Regions from separate parts of the Zea mays genome. Here all the other regions are linked to region 1. The links are chromatin contacts, called in public Hi-C maps. All regions are on one chromosome and are shown on one strand. Each heading gives the region's core, a stretch centred on a gene start, on an enhancer-like site or on the middle of the called end of the contact. The rest is flanking DNA. Distances are from core to core; before and after follow the strand shown.

Evidence for each region. Hi-C and Micro-C count contacts between places; a contact is called where the count stands out from the background.
Region 2: a contact with region 1 is called in a Hi-C map of tassel, with 2.8 times the contacts expected there. The contact joins the promoter of LOC100278674 here to the promoter of LOC103629646 in region 1. A contact is called at or near these places in 2 of 25 Hi-C or Micro-C datasets (ear and tassel).
Region 3: a contact with region 1 is called in a Hi-C map of bundle sheath, with 2.6 times the contacts expected there. The contact joins the promoter of LOC100216940 here to the promoter of LOC103629646 in region 1. A contact is called at or near these places in 6 of 25 Hi-C or Micro-C datasets (bundle sheath, ear, leaf and 1 more).
Region 4: a contact with region 1 is called in a Hi-C map of ear, with 2.5 times the contacts expected there. The contact joins the enhancer-like site here to the promoter of LOC103629646 in region 1. A contact is called at or near these places in 2 of 25 Hi-C or Micro-C datasets (ear and tassel).

What each region holds. Positions count from the first base shown.
Region 1 is chr6:101,917,782-101,920,938 of Zm-B73-REFERENCE-NAM-5.0, forward strand. It overlaps LOC103629646 (protein G1-like1), which reads left to right and starts at 1,663. Exons shown (of 2, transcript XM_020539328.2): 1 at 1,663-2,011; 2 at 2,586-3,157. The coding sequence starts at 2,615.
Region 2 is chr6:101,684,719-101,687,875 of Zm-B73-REFERENCE-NAM-5.0, forward strand. LOC100278674 reads left to right here and starts at 1,705. Exons shown (of 1, transcript NM_001175072.1): 1 at 1,705-2,534. The coding sequence starts at 1,820. The coding sequence ends at 2,284. LOC103629645 reads left to right here and starts at 509. Exons shown (of 3, transcript XM_035960031.1): 1 at 509-702. The coding sequence starts at 682.
Region 3 is chr6:102,100,002-102,103,158 of Zm-B73-REFERENCE-NAM-5.0, forward strand. LOC100216940 (peptidyl-prolyl cis-trans isomerase CYP59) reads left to right here and starts at 1,432. Exons shown (of 14, transcript XM_008649233.2): 1 at 1,432-1,874; 2 at 2,488-2,592; 3 at 2,833-2,950; 4 at 3,057-3,107. The coding sequence starts at 1,777.
Region 4 is chr6:101,776,001-101,779,157 of Zm-B73-REFERENCE-NAM-5.0, forward strand. No RefSeq gene overlaps it. Among protein-coding and RNA genes, the nearest start is that of LOC100278674, 91 kb to the left of the region's middle. Within about 2 kb of position 1,686, at least 11 of the 20 cell types and tissues checked have an H3K27ac peak or open chromatin away from gene starts, as enhancers often do. A contact at or near this core is called in ear and tassel, where this site is marked.

The DNA of each region.
Region 1 (3,157 bases), core at 413-2,912:
ATTCAGGAGAATAAGGTTGCTACAGTGCAATGCATATCGGGTACTAGATCTTTAAGAGTTGGAAGTGAATTTCTTGCAAGGTACCATGAGGTTAAGAACTTTTCCTAGCTCCTTTCAGTTGTCCTGCTTCCCCATTTTATGCATGATTGCTAAATTATACAAATAATATATTCCATCGCACTATATACGTTCCGCAGCGAACTTAGGAAAATCACCCAAAAGTTTTCACCGAATCAAGATCGAGTGTTAGGAGCTACCACTACTATGATCATGTGACCCGTGGTCTTCACTACAAAGGTACGGATTTCGTTTTTCACACCATGTATGGCACATTGACATGTATCGCATTGGTCGGATCATATTGGCCACAACACATGCTTATGCTAGGTTCAACGTCTACAGTCGCACCGCCTCCTCAAGTTGGTGCTCCTCCGCCGACGCAGTCGGCCAGTCGCAGCAACCGTCCGCTGCGGTTTTGACCAACCAGAAGCTGAGGTCATGCGTGACTTCAAGAGCGAGAGGTTGTTCATGCTACCAGTGCTTTGGCCAATCAGATCCATACTGTTTCCAATGTTCCATATGGAGGAGAATTTATTTATTACCTTTTCTACTCGTTACTATTGTGTTGTTGTTCAACTGTTGGATGCAGGATCGACACCAATGCTACTAAACGAGTGGTTTGCACAACCAAAAAATGATTATCATAGCAAAATTGTGGATTTCCAATGGTTTCTTATTCCCTAAAAGGTTCCCTTTTTATATTGGTGGGAGTGGGACAGGGTCAATATTGTTTGCCTGTTGTTTTTGTTTGACAGAACCATTTCAATCTATCTTCCTAGCTATATTTTTACTGTTTTATTTGTCAGTAGCAAACCATTAAGCACATTATGGTCAAGTGATCATCGCTTGTTCCAGTCCAACTTGTCAGCCTTATGTTTACTTGTGTAGCAAATTCATAATAACTTATGGGTATTCTTTCTAATTAATGCTTATTGTTTCTTCTAATGTTCGTTTATCAGACAAGAGGAGCATACTCGTGAGGTGAACAACAATTAGTTTGATAGGGAAGTTATGGAGGCACTGTCATCAAGTGACCCCCACTTCATTGCTGTTCTTGGCCTGTTGCTACAGCACTTGACAGGCGAACAAATCTTCACTGTTGTGGACACTGACTCCAATGATCGTTAGTTGAAAACTTGTGCTCTCATTGTGCCCGTCGCCAGGGCCCTAAGCCCGTTGAAGGCTCACAATTTTGTGTTCCGTGGTATCGCACGGGCACGTACCTAGTTTTATATTAATTTAACACCAGAAAAGACTAATAATACTCATAATTTTATACATCACATCATTTAAACCCTAAATTAATATAATTTATCACTTATTAATTCATTTAATACATATATAGGCTTTGTTTTTCAGATAAATGCTAGCCCATTCGAGCTAACGAGCTGGCTCGAGCTCGTGTCGAGTTGGCTCGTTAACGAACCGAGCTGATATGTTAGCTCAGCTCGTGACAAAATTGAAAGGAGCCAAGTCGAGTCAAGCTAAGCTGACCATGAGTCCAACGAGCTCACGAGCTACGAGTGTTTTGTGCAGCCCTACTTTAACGTAGAAACGACAAGGGATAGTATAAACATGCTACGCCTACCTCCGGAGCGAGCACTGTTGCACCCGCCGTGGCCATAAATGATTGGGGTCACCGCCCGGTCGGCCGCGTCCGCCTCCCTTCCCTCCCTAGCTCTTTCTCCCCCACCTCTCGTGTCCCGGATCGACGCTGCAGCTCCGTCCTCGCCTCCACAGTTTAGCCTCCAGCTACACCCTATCTATCGCCACCCGCGTCCCGTCCTCCTCCATCTGTAACCACTCCCCGTCGTCTCTTTCGCGGTCTCGCCTCCTGCAGCCTCTCGCCCAGAAAGGGAAACCGCATCTGCTCCCGTCTCCCGCCTCGGCGCCGCCGCCTAGTCGACCTGAGCCCAGAGAGGGGGGGGCGTCGAGGCCGTCGGGCGCTCAGGTGAGCTCGACTGGTGTGCGATTTCCGTTGTTCACTTGCTCTCTTGATCTCTTCTCGCAACTCGTTAAAATTGGCGTGTCTCGGGCTCGGCTACCCAACTAGCCCTTCTCCACCCTGTGCGCTGCGCGCGCGAGTTTTCTAGCTAGGCTGCCGCAGTAGCTGGAGCTGCTGCTGGCCTCAGATCAGGCAATTCTTGGGATGTGCTGGCCTCAGAGGCGCCGTACTTGCCCTGGACCAGGCCTGATTCTGATTCTGATTCCATCTCCCCTGTTGCAAACCCTAGTTCTTTACTCCTCTTTTCTCGATTAAGTAGCAGCAGAATCCAGGACCACGAAATCCCGAACTAGTTGTTTACAATTTCTTCTCTGCTTCCCACTTTCCGCCCTCTCGAAAGCTTCTCTCCCTTCTGCACAAGCTCAGGATTATAGGTACTCCTAGTATACCACAAGCTACAAGCATATAATCCAGCTCGCTCCTGGTCCTGGGTGATGGCGGCGAAAAGCTCAGTCATTTGATTCGGTGTTTTGGTTCCCGGCGTCGCCGTCGCACTAACCGAGGGGGTTCTTGCATGCAGATCTGGGGCGGGAGTGGCAAGCGAAGGACATGCAGATGCACGTCGGAGGAGGCGCGGCCGACAGCCCGGAGGCGACGCGGCCGAGCCGCTACGAGTCGCAGAAGCGGCGGGACTGGCACACGTTCGGGCAGTACCTGCGCAACCACCGGCCGCCGCTGGAGCTGGCGCGGTGCAGCGGCGCGCACGTGCTCGAGTTCCTGCGCTACCTCGACCAGTTCGGCAAGACCAAGGTCCACGCGGCGGGGTGCCCCTTCTTCGGCCACCCGTCGCCGCCCGCGCCGTGCCCGTGCCCGCTGCGCCAGGCTTGGGGCAGCCTCGACGCGCTCGTCGGCCGCCTGCGCGCCGCCTTCGAGGAGCACGGGGGCCGGCCCGAGGCCAACCCCTTCGGCGCGCGCGCCGTGCGCCTCTACCTCCGCGAGGTCCGCGACAGCCAGGCCAAGGCGCGCGGCATTGCCTACGAGAAGAAGCGCCGGAAGCGGCCGTCGTCGTTCGCGTCCGCCTCGTCCCAGTCGTCGCCGCAGGCCGCGACCAGCCCGCCGCAGCAGGCCGCTCCCGCTTCCTCGCCGATCCTG
Region 2 (3,157 bases), core at 455-2,954, 230 kb before region 1:
GGTTTTTCGGAGTTTTAACGAGGCATGTGTTGATCGCGGTATTCGCCCAAGGGGTAGTGTTAAGTAACCCTAGTTAGGATTATGTGGGCAAATACCGGCTTTGCCCCTGAGAGGTCTCAAATCTCTATATAAGGATCTGTACACCCCTTCATATTACAGAGAAGAGAAAGAGGTCATAGGCCCAACCCTACGTCATGTGCCTCGTGTGCTTCTGGGAAGGGATACGGGTCATCTACAACTTTTTGCGCCTCTACTGCTGACGGGAGGGAAGAGAGCGGATCTGGTGATCCGTGGTAACGTAGAGATCTTTGCTATTCATGCCGACCAGATCCGCCCGGCCCCCTCCATTTTGGCCACCCTGGCACCCTCTCGTCGTATTCCCCGGCAGCGCAAGATCTGCAAGATGATTGGTGCATGATAAATTGTTTTTGTTTCCTAGCTGCGGCAGCCACGTTCGCTGTCGACTGACCGCGACTGGCTCCAATGGTCCATTATGGCCAATTGGCCCACGACGACCCAACATGCTTCAATTCGTCCACTTACTATGTAGCTAGCAGCTGCATCCGTTCCCCTCACATCAGGTGAGACTAGAGTAGACTAAACACGGCGCGCGGCCGGGTCGCGCTACCATGCTTGCCGCCGTGCAGCCGCCGGCGGCCTCCGCCGTCATCAATCTTGCTCATGCTCGGCAGGCAGCCACATGTACGTGCCTCGTTCTTCTTCTTGTTTTTTTTTGCTCGTCGTTGCTTTTCAGACCGTAGGTGTGATTGCAGCGTCGTCTTTTTCTCTTCCATACCTCTCTTGCATTGGTTTTCTTTTCTGGGAGATTTTTTTTCATCACCTGGAACTTAGGAAACTTCACCACTAGCTATTTTACACGCTTTGCTACTACCTACCTTCTATTTCGCCGGCCTTCATCAGTTTGCCAAAGCTATGCAAATTGGTGTGTACGTCTTGGGTGCATGACATGCCAGCGCTATTCTATGCCGTCTATATATCTGCCCCTGTGGTGCACGCGGTGCTGCTTATTCTGCTTGGCATCGGGCTATAGATGAAAATATGTAGACTGATGGATGGATGTCCCGTAGGATCCATATAGATAGACAGATAGTAGTTCATTCATCAGGGAAACCAAAGAGGGAGGATGAAGAAGGGGAAGCGTAGAGATCTCGCCTTGGCATGCTATGCTGGCACAAGATGCAGATCTGCTTGTTCGTCAACGGTAGGTGCGGAAGCGCTGCTGCGTCTTCCTTTTTTTTTTCTTTTTTTTTTTTGAGAAAAAATAGGTGCGGAAGTGACGAGGCTACAGAGATGGGAGGGAGAGGCTTTCGAAGCTGAAAGGAACAGCGCACCCGCCGCCCACCTAGAAAAGCCCGGCCCGTGAACATTTCGAAACTCAAACAAAAGAAGGTGGAGACCCGCGTCATATAATCTCAGGCCCATGAAAAAAATTGCGCCAACTGTAGGGAAGCCCAAGCCCGCGAACATGCCGTGCCAGCCAAGACTCCAAGCCTACTGCCTACTGTCTACTGCCAGTGCCGCGAGCCGCGAGCCGCAGCCGCTTCACGAATCACGACGCGCGGCCGGAGCATATCCCCTGCCAGGCGTCCAGACCCAAACCGAACGTCTCAGACAGACTCCGGGCCTCCGGCTATACAAAAGGGCACCCGACCCGAGAACACCAGCCAGTGAATGATTGTGTGCGGGAGGAGCCCAAACCCTAGACCCCGCAGCCAAAGATCCCACCGCTCCACCAGAGGCGATCGAGGAGAGGACTCGAGACAACCCAACCCCGCCGCCGAGCTACATCGATCCATCGATGGCCCCGGACACGGAGACCACGCTTGCGATCCGCGACGACGAACCCGCCGCCGCCGAGGTAGATCGATCGATGGCCACGGACACGGAGTCGCCGACGCCGACGCCGGTGCCGACTCTTGCGATCCGCGACGAGGAAGAACCCGCCGCCGCCGCCGGAGCCGGAGCCGGAGCCCAGGTCCTAGAGGAAAGAAGCGTCGCCGTCATCCTGCAGGAGCTGCTCCAGCCCAGGGACCGGCGCGTCCAGGCTTCGGCCTTCTTCTTCGCCTGCGGAGGCTCCGTGGTGCTCCACGGGACCGTGGCCAACCTCGCGGACAACCCGGAGCATGTCCTGCTCGGATTCGGGCTGTTCACGGTCGGCGCGGCGCTCGCCTTCCTCACGCTCAGCGGCTCCGACCGCCTCGGGCGCGCTGCGGCTCGCGTGGAGGAAAAGCTCAGAGGATTGTTCCGCTCGCCCGCTGGCTAGATCCTGCAGCTAGCTAGTAGCGAAGCGAACCCTCGACGGTCCTTCTGTTTGAGTGTGCTAATAGTTCTACTAGTGTGCCGGCGTGGGCTGATGCTGGGCTCACCATGTGGTTTAATTTTGAGAATGTGTGCTTTGATTCTGTGTATATTACGAGATAAGTGTGATAGATGTAGTGGTAACTAAATAATTAAAGTTCTCCTTAGGGTCGATTGTAATTCCAATATCCCCTTTGAATATAATGTTTCCTTTCATATGACCTTCCATGCATGCATGATGAACTCATTTCCTCCATTAATTTTTGATCAGATCTGAATTTGTCCTGAGCTGACAGAGATCTGAATTACTAAGATAATATAAGGTAGACCTGTTTCATAACGGAGGTAAAAGGTAGCGGAGGGCTGGCTGGGGGAGGAGAGTGGAAGCTAGCGGAGAGTGGAAGCTGCATGCGGCTCTGCCGCCGTTGCCCATCTCGCTAGGTCCTTCCTCGATCTGCAATTGGCTACCTGCTAGGCTGCTACTGTGTGAGTTCCTTACCTCCTCACCTCTCTATTCTTCGTGCTTTCAGGCGACTGAAATTAAAGGTGGAAAGTCGAAAGCTTTCGGTAGCCGGTGGTGGGTGATTTCATGTCTTCCAGACCACCAAGCCCTTATTTTGTTGAGGCCTTAGGGGAGCTAGCTAGCGTGTGTGTGACCGGGCACAGCGGGCCGGCCGGCGGCGTCTGAGATGACGCCGGCAGGGACGGCCGGAGCCCGGAGGGAGGGTGTAGTAGCGGGGGGAGCGTGCGATGCATGGCGCGAATACGGAGACGAGTCCGAGAACGGGCGCAACCGATCCGGGAGTTTCAAGTTGATTCTACTACCGACTCCGTCCGA
Region 3 (3,157 bases), core at 182-2,681, 180 kb after region 1:
TGCATTTCACAAATTCAACAATAAATTTATATCACATACTGCATTTCACAAATTCAACAATAAATTTATATCATGCGGGAGGAACCCAAACTTAAGGTGTTGGTGGCTTCATTCGCACAAGTCGGTATCGTGAGTTGTTCAAAGTAGTATATCATAGTCGGTGTATGCATATATTCGCAGTATTGTTCCTCGTGTGCTCGACAAGGATAAGAGGAAGAAGGTGATCTTCTGATCGGTGGGCACTGAGCGGTCACGACGAAGCTCCGTAAAAACTCGATCGTCCGTACATCCGAGCAGGTGTCGCGCAAGGTCCGCAAGATGGCGAGATAAGAAAGAGCGACAAGAGCTCAGGAGTCAGGAAGGGGACACGAAGTGAAGAATAGTCAGCGGTGGCAGGTGGCGGCGCGCATGCGTGTGGCGGGCCATCTTGGCGAGGCAACTGTGACGCGCGTGCATGTGCGCCAGCGCTACATGTGTGCATGTGTCATGGTTCATTGTGGAGTGCGTTGGGATGGAAAAAAAATTTATCTATTGAGTTACCCATATATACTCGTGGGTATAAAATCTTACCCATATATATACTCGTACGGATAATTTTACGTGTCGAGTAACCCGTACCCGTTAGGAAAGTGTTAAATTCAAATATACCAATAAATACACATATAAAAAAAGTTCAACTTCATATATAACAAATCATATGATTACATAACTCGGTAGCTAAACAAATGATAGCTAAGTGTATTATTTTAGCTAAGATAGGTTCTATTAGATGGTTATAGTGGTATTGATGAGGGTATATTTTATCCATGGATAGTACCAACATGTACCCGTTGGCTAGACTGTTCAGTTCCTTTTGTGGCTTCTGCCTGTCTTGTTGGGCTGTAAATAAGAAAGTCTTATGTAGTTCATCGTAGGCCAAAACTTCTCCTGTTATCGTAGGCTCTTCACTGATCTCGTGATAGTGGTTAGAGTCTAGATAGAGTATTGGCCGTGTTCGATCTTTTGGGATGTTTTACCGCGGGGTGGCGGTTGTTTCAATCTTTCCTATTTCTTAATGAAATAGAGGGCTTCGCCCCTTCATAAAAAAAGTACCAACATGTACCTGTATCCGTCTACCCAACGGGTAGAGGTTATTTCCTATTAACATACCTACGGGTAAAAAAAATCGTCACGTATCTGCCTTATATCGGGTAAAATCCTGTCAGGTAGTCAGTTTTCGGCTACCTATTGCCATCTCTGGCAGTGTGTCATCTTAGCACTGAAAGAAATTTATTTCTGCTATTAGCAAATTTCATAGTTTCAGCAGCATGCTATGAGCAGCTCACATTTTTTAATTTTTTATTACCTTGGCACTTGGCAGTACTTCTGTCTAATGCAATAACTGTACCAAATTTTCTCTACGTAAATGGATACTCCACACGTTCACCGACCATGATGGACAAGGCTTTTTGGTTTGGGCCTTCCAATCGGTCCAAGAGCACGGGAGCCCATCTGACCGCGGCTCTAGTGGCCCGTCGTCCTCCTCTTCGCCGGTTTCCACACGTTCGCCGGCCGCCGCCCTCCCCGCTCCCTCTCCCGTCCGCTTGGTTGTTTACGCCTGCACCCAGGCTAGGGCAGGACATCCAACGCGCCACCTTGTACGGCTGCTGCCTGGGCCTGGTTTGAGTCTTTGACGAAACCGCAGAAGCATCCGGCGCCCGCGCTAGCCTCCTCCTCCCCCAAGCGTTGTTTCGCCGCCGTTCGATAGCTGAGGGCAGAGGCGGGCAAGTATAGGAGATGTCGGTGCTCATCGTCACCAGCGTGGGCGACATCGAGGTGGATCTCCACACCGACCGGTGCGCGCTCACCACCAAGAACTTCCTCAAGCTCTGCAAGTGAGTTTCTCGCGTCTAGGGCTTGTTCGATCTCTCTGGGGTTCGTCTATAATTTCTGACAACCAGCACTGCGGATGATTTATGTACTGCCCTGTGTCAAGCTCTTCAGTTGGCCAATTCGGCATAGTAGTGTCACTATTGGTTTGATTGTATTTTTTGGGTTGCAGTTGCAATAGGTACAAGTTGGTGATCCTGCATCTATCCGTAGTTTCCACATCAGTTTCGTGGGATTCCTAGTCCCAAATGTATTTAGCTGATTACTGATTTCTAGGCTCGTAGGTATGCTACCAGAAATTTCGAAACAATTGCGTTGCGGGTACTGGACCTTTATAGCGTTGATAGAGCCACAGTCTTAGGCGCCATCAAAGGATTCTATTCTGTTTCTTAGGTTTCTCGTTGTTGATTTTTATGACATTATGGGAACTGGATTTAGCTTCTACTGTGGCTCCTGCACTCAATTTCTTGCACAGTCTTGAATTTTCACCATTGGAGATTATGACTGCCTGCTCTTTTGTTATCACTAAATTATGGAAAATACTATCTCACGAGTTTCAGATTATCGTTTCAGATAATTAGGGTACTTATTCTCTGGTTTTCTTCTTTGACCGATCAGAATGAAGTACTACAATGGGTGTCTGTTCCACAAGGTGGAGAAGGATTTCTTGGCACAAACTGGCGATCCAACTGGAACTGGCACCGGTGGTGATTCCGTATACAAGTAAGTGATCCTTTTGGTTTGAACTTCTGAAATGTCTCCAAATTTTCATCTCTGAACCATATAATGTGGTATCCTGCATCTAGATATAACTAGTGTCTTCAATGGATACAGTACAAATATAGTTTTTGATAGTACAAATATGTTTGCTAGTCTCCATATGTATACAGTTGTTATTATTGAGGTATCTTATTATTACATACTGTTAAATGTATGCCTGAAAACTATATCTTATTTCCTCAGATTTCTCTATGGTGATCAAGCTCGATTTTTTGATGATGAAATCCGTCCAGAGTTGAGGCATTCTAAAACTGGAACCGTTGCTATGGCCAGTGCTGGTGAAAACTGCAATGCCTCGCAGGTGCAGTGCTGCCCCAGTGTCTTAATTGATAGTATTGGATGTTCCATTTTTCAGTACTTCGTTGCTTGTTTTGGCCTACGATTTATGTGCTTTTTAATGTTTTTAGTTCTACATTACCTTGCGGGATGACGTGGATTACCTTGATGATAAACACACTGTGAGCAGCACTTGATTCTGTTAACTGGTTTTTTCTTCTTCTTATGTACA
Region 4 (3,157 bases), core at 436-2,935, 140 kb before region 1:
CGGATCGATCTCTTGAATTGTGTCTTTGGAGTGGTGTCTATTGCTCTTGCATTGAATGAGAAGTAGTGAATGCTTGGATGGTTGTAGTGGAGGTGGTTGGGGGGGTATTTATAGCCCTCAACCACCAATTCAACCATTGGGGCAGGCTGCTGTCGATGGGCGCCACCAGACAGTGTCCGGTGCGCTAGCCACGTCAACCAATCATTAGGGTTCTGACGGTTTCGACCGTTGGAGCTTTGTCTTCATGTGGCACCAGACAGCCCGGTGCCGCACCGGACAGGTACTGTTTACTGTCCGGTGTGCCTCTAGCGGCTGCTCTGACTTCTGCGCGAACTGTCCGCGCACTGTAGCTTCTGCAGACGACCGTTGGAGTCGACCGTTGCGCTGCCTAGCCGTTGCTCCGCTGGCGCACTGGATAGTCCGGTGGCACATCGGACAGTCCAGTGAATTATAGCGGAGTGGCTATTCTGAAACCCGAAGGTGGCAAGTTCAGAGTGTACGACCCTGGTGTACCAGGCACTATCCGGTGGCACACCGGACAGTCCGGTGCGCCAGACCAGGGTTCTCTTCGGTTTCTTTTGCTCCTTTCTTTTTGAACCCTAACTTGATCTTTATATTGGTTTGTGTTGAACCTTTAGTACCTGTAGAATATATGATCTAGAGCAAACTAGTTAGTCCAATTATTTGTGTTGGGCATTCAACCACCAAAATTATTTATAGTAAAAGGTTAAACCCTATTTCCCTTTCAATCTCCCCTTTTTGGTGATTGATGCCAACACAAACCAACGCAAATATATAAGTGCATAATTGTACTAGTTTGCATAAGGTGAGTGCAAAGGTTGCTTAAAATTAAACCAATATTTACTTTTACTAGATATGTGTAACACCCCTGGTGTTTATATTCCGCTCGACAACGAGTATGGAGTTAAGCACGTAATATTAGTGGATAAAACGGATGTTAAATTTTAATCATCTTCACCTATCGCGATTTTAATATCGCAACTGTTTCGTCTGTCGCGAGTTCGACATCATTTTTATCTATCCGGGCTATTCCTAAATTTTCGTGATGTTCGGAGCATAGTTGTTCCGAAAATCGATGCGTCTGGTGATTATTTAAAATTCATCGCTCGCGCGAATACGAATTTAGAAATTCAGTCCAGTCCTCCGATTTTATCCCGAATAAAATAATTAGAACTTAACGACAACGGTTTTTGGTCCGAAACAAACCCGACCGAGTGCGCTGAACTCAGCAAAGAAATCGATGGTGTTCGGAGGGCAGATGCATTTTCGTTTGGTTTCAACTAAATCAACCCCCTCTCAATATCCAAAGTCGATGTTTTTTGGTATGATCTAATTATATTACACTCTGATCCAACTGCTCGGGTAGCAAGCGGATCTTTATTTGATTTCAGATTAATTTAATATGGTCAGGACTATCACAATGACGTTCAAATCCGACCCGTTAAAGATTTATCGGGTTCGAATCTTGCTTCAAAAATATCAGTGATTTTCGGTAAGAAAAAGAAAGAAATTTAAAAAAAATGGGAAATATCCCTCACGAATCTCTCTCCCCGCAGAATTTTTGTTTCAGCCGCCGCGTCAGACATTCTCATCCTCCCACCGAGTCTCCTTGCTCCTATCCACACCGTGGGATTTTTTTTTTTTTTTTGCTGTTGAAGCCGCTGCAGCGCCTGCTTCCCTCACGCGCGTCTCTCTATCATTCTGATTTCTTCTTCAGCCGCCACTGCTCTCTCTCGTCTCTATCCTTCAGCCACCGCTAGAATTTTTTTTTGCCATCTTCCTGTCGAGCTCCCTGCGCTCGCCCAGATCCCGCGCGTCCCTGCGTCCAGGGCTTTTCCAGTCTGCGCCCCTACTCCTTGATTGGTGCTCGCGTCCTGGCCATGGACATCGGCATCGGCGAGCTCACCTTGAGTTCCACTGGCACTGACCCTGCTCTTCTCTCCCTCCTCTCTGCGACTCGACGCGTCCTTGCTTCTCTGCGCCACTCGGCGTCTTTGCTCACCCATGGCGTCGGCCACAGCTCGGAGGCTTCCTCGAGCTCGACCGCCCACCTCCCTGCTCGCCCTCTCTAGCGCTGGTCACTCCTCCCATGCCGCGGGCTTCCCTGCTCCAACTCGGCATCCTCTGTTCCTCCACTGCGAAAACGCCAGACTGCACCAGTTCGTTGGGCGCCTGCGCCGAACTCCATCCGGCCGTGGTCTATGGTCCCATCGTTGAATTCTGTGATATGTTACTCGCCCTCACCTCGTCCCCTTCCTGGCACTCGACCGTCGCTGCTCCTGTGTGCGCGCGTGCCCAGGTTCCAGCTCGCGTTTAATTCCCAACGAGCAGTGCACGGCTTTCATCCCGTCGCGTCGATCCGTCGGCCCTGCTAGCTCCCTGTTCGGCCATGAAAGCCGCTCTGTCGACCCACCTTGCGGCTGCCCTGGTGCTCTGCTTGGTAATTCGATATAGGCTCATGCTCGACTGTGGGGGATCGTTGTGTCGCGCTGCTGTGGCGTCCCTTCCTGCTCTACCGTGCCCATGACTCCCTATGCCATCTCTAGTCCGTCATAGTACAACGCCGCTGTTAGATCCGGTCTCCAACCCGTCATGGCGTTTGTCGGACTTCGCCGGTGAAGTTGTCGTCCTCCTCTGGACCGAGCCCGACCCATCCATGCTGCTCACCCCGTGTGTCCTCGCTCCTCATCCATCGGGTTGGCATGTTCACGTTTACCATCGAGTCGTCGAACCCGTCATCCCCTGCTTGACCCCCACCTCACCAGCTCGCTCCAGACTTCAATCGAAGGTCGTGTCGTCAAGAAATCCCAAGCATCGGATGAAGACGAAGCTAGTCGCGTGATATTTACCAAGTGCTCGACAGAAGACCTGAGCAAGAATCAACAATGTTTGCTTGGAATTTTAATTAAATCGGTAACCGTTCTCTAGTTCGCTATTTCTTTAATTGATTGAGTCGATGGATGGAATAAATTAATGTGCTAGTGTGATGCTCACTAGGTGCTTGATAATTTGCGTGAGTCACGGAACTCTCGTCGACTTCGCTGTTCTTGCGAATATCGAGCCAGATTCAGTTATGACGAGTTGTTTCGCTATTCCAGTCAACCAGCCTAATTGGTAGACCGAGTAGAATACTAGT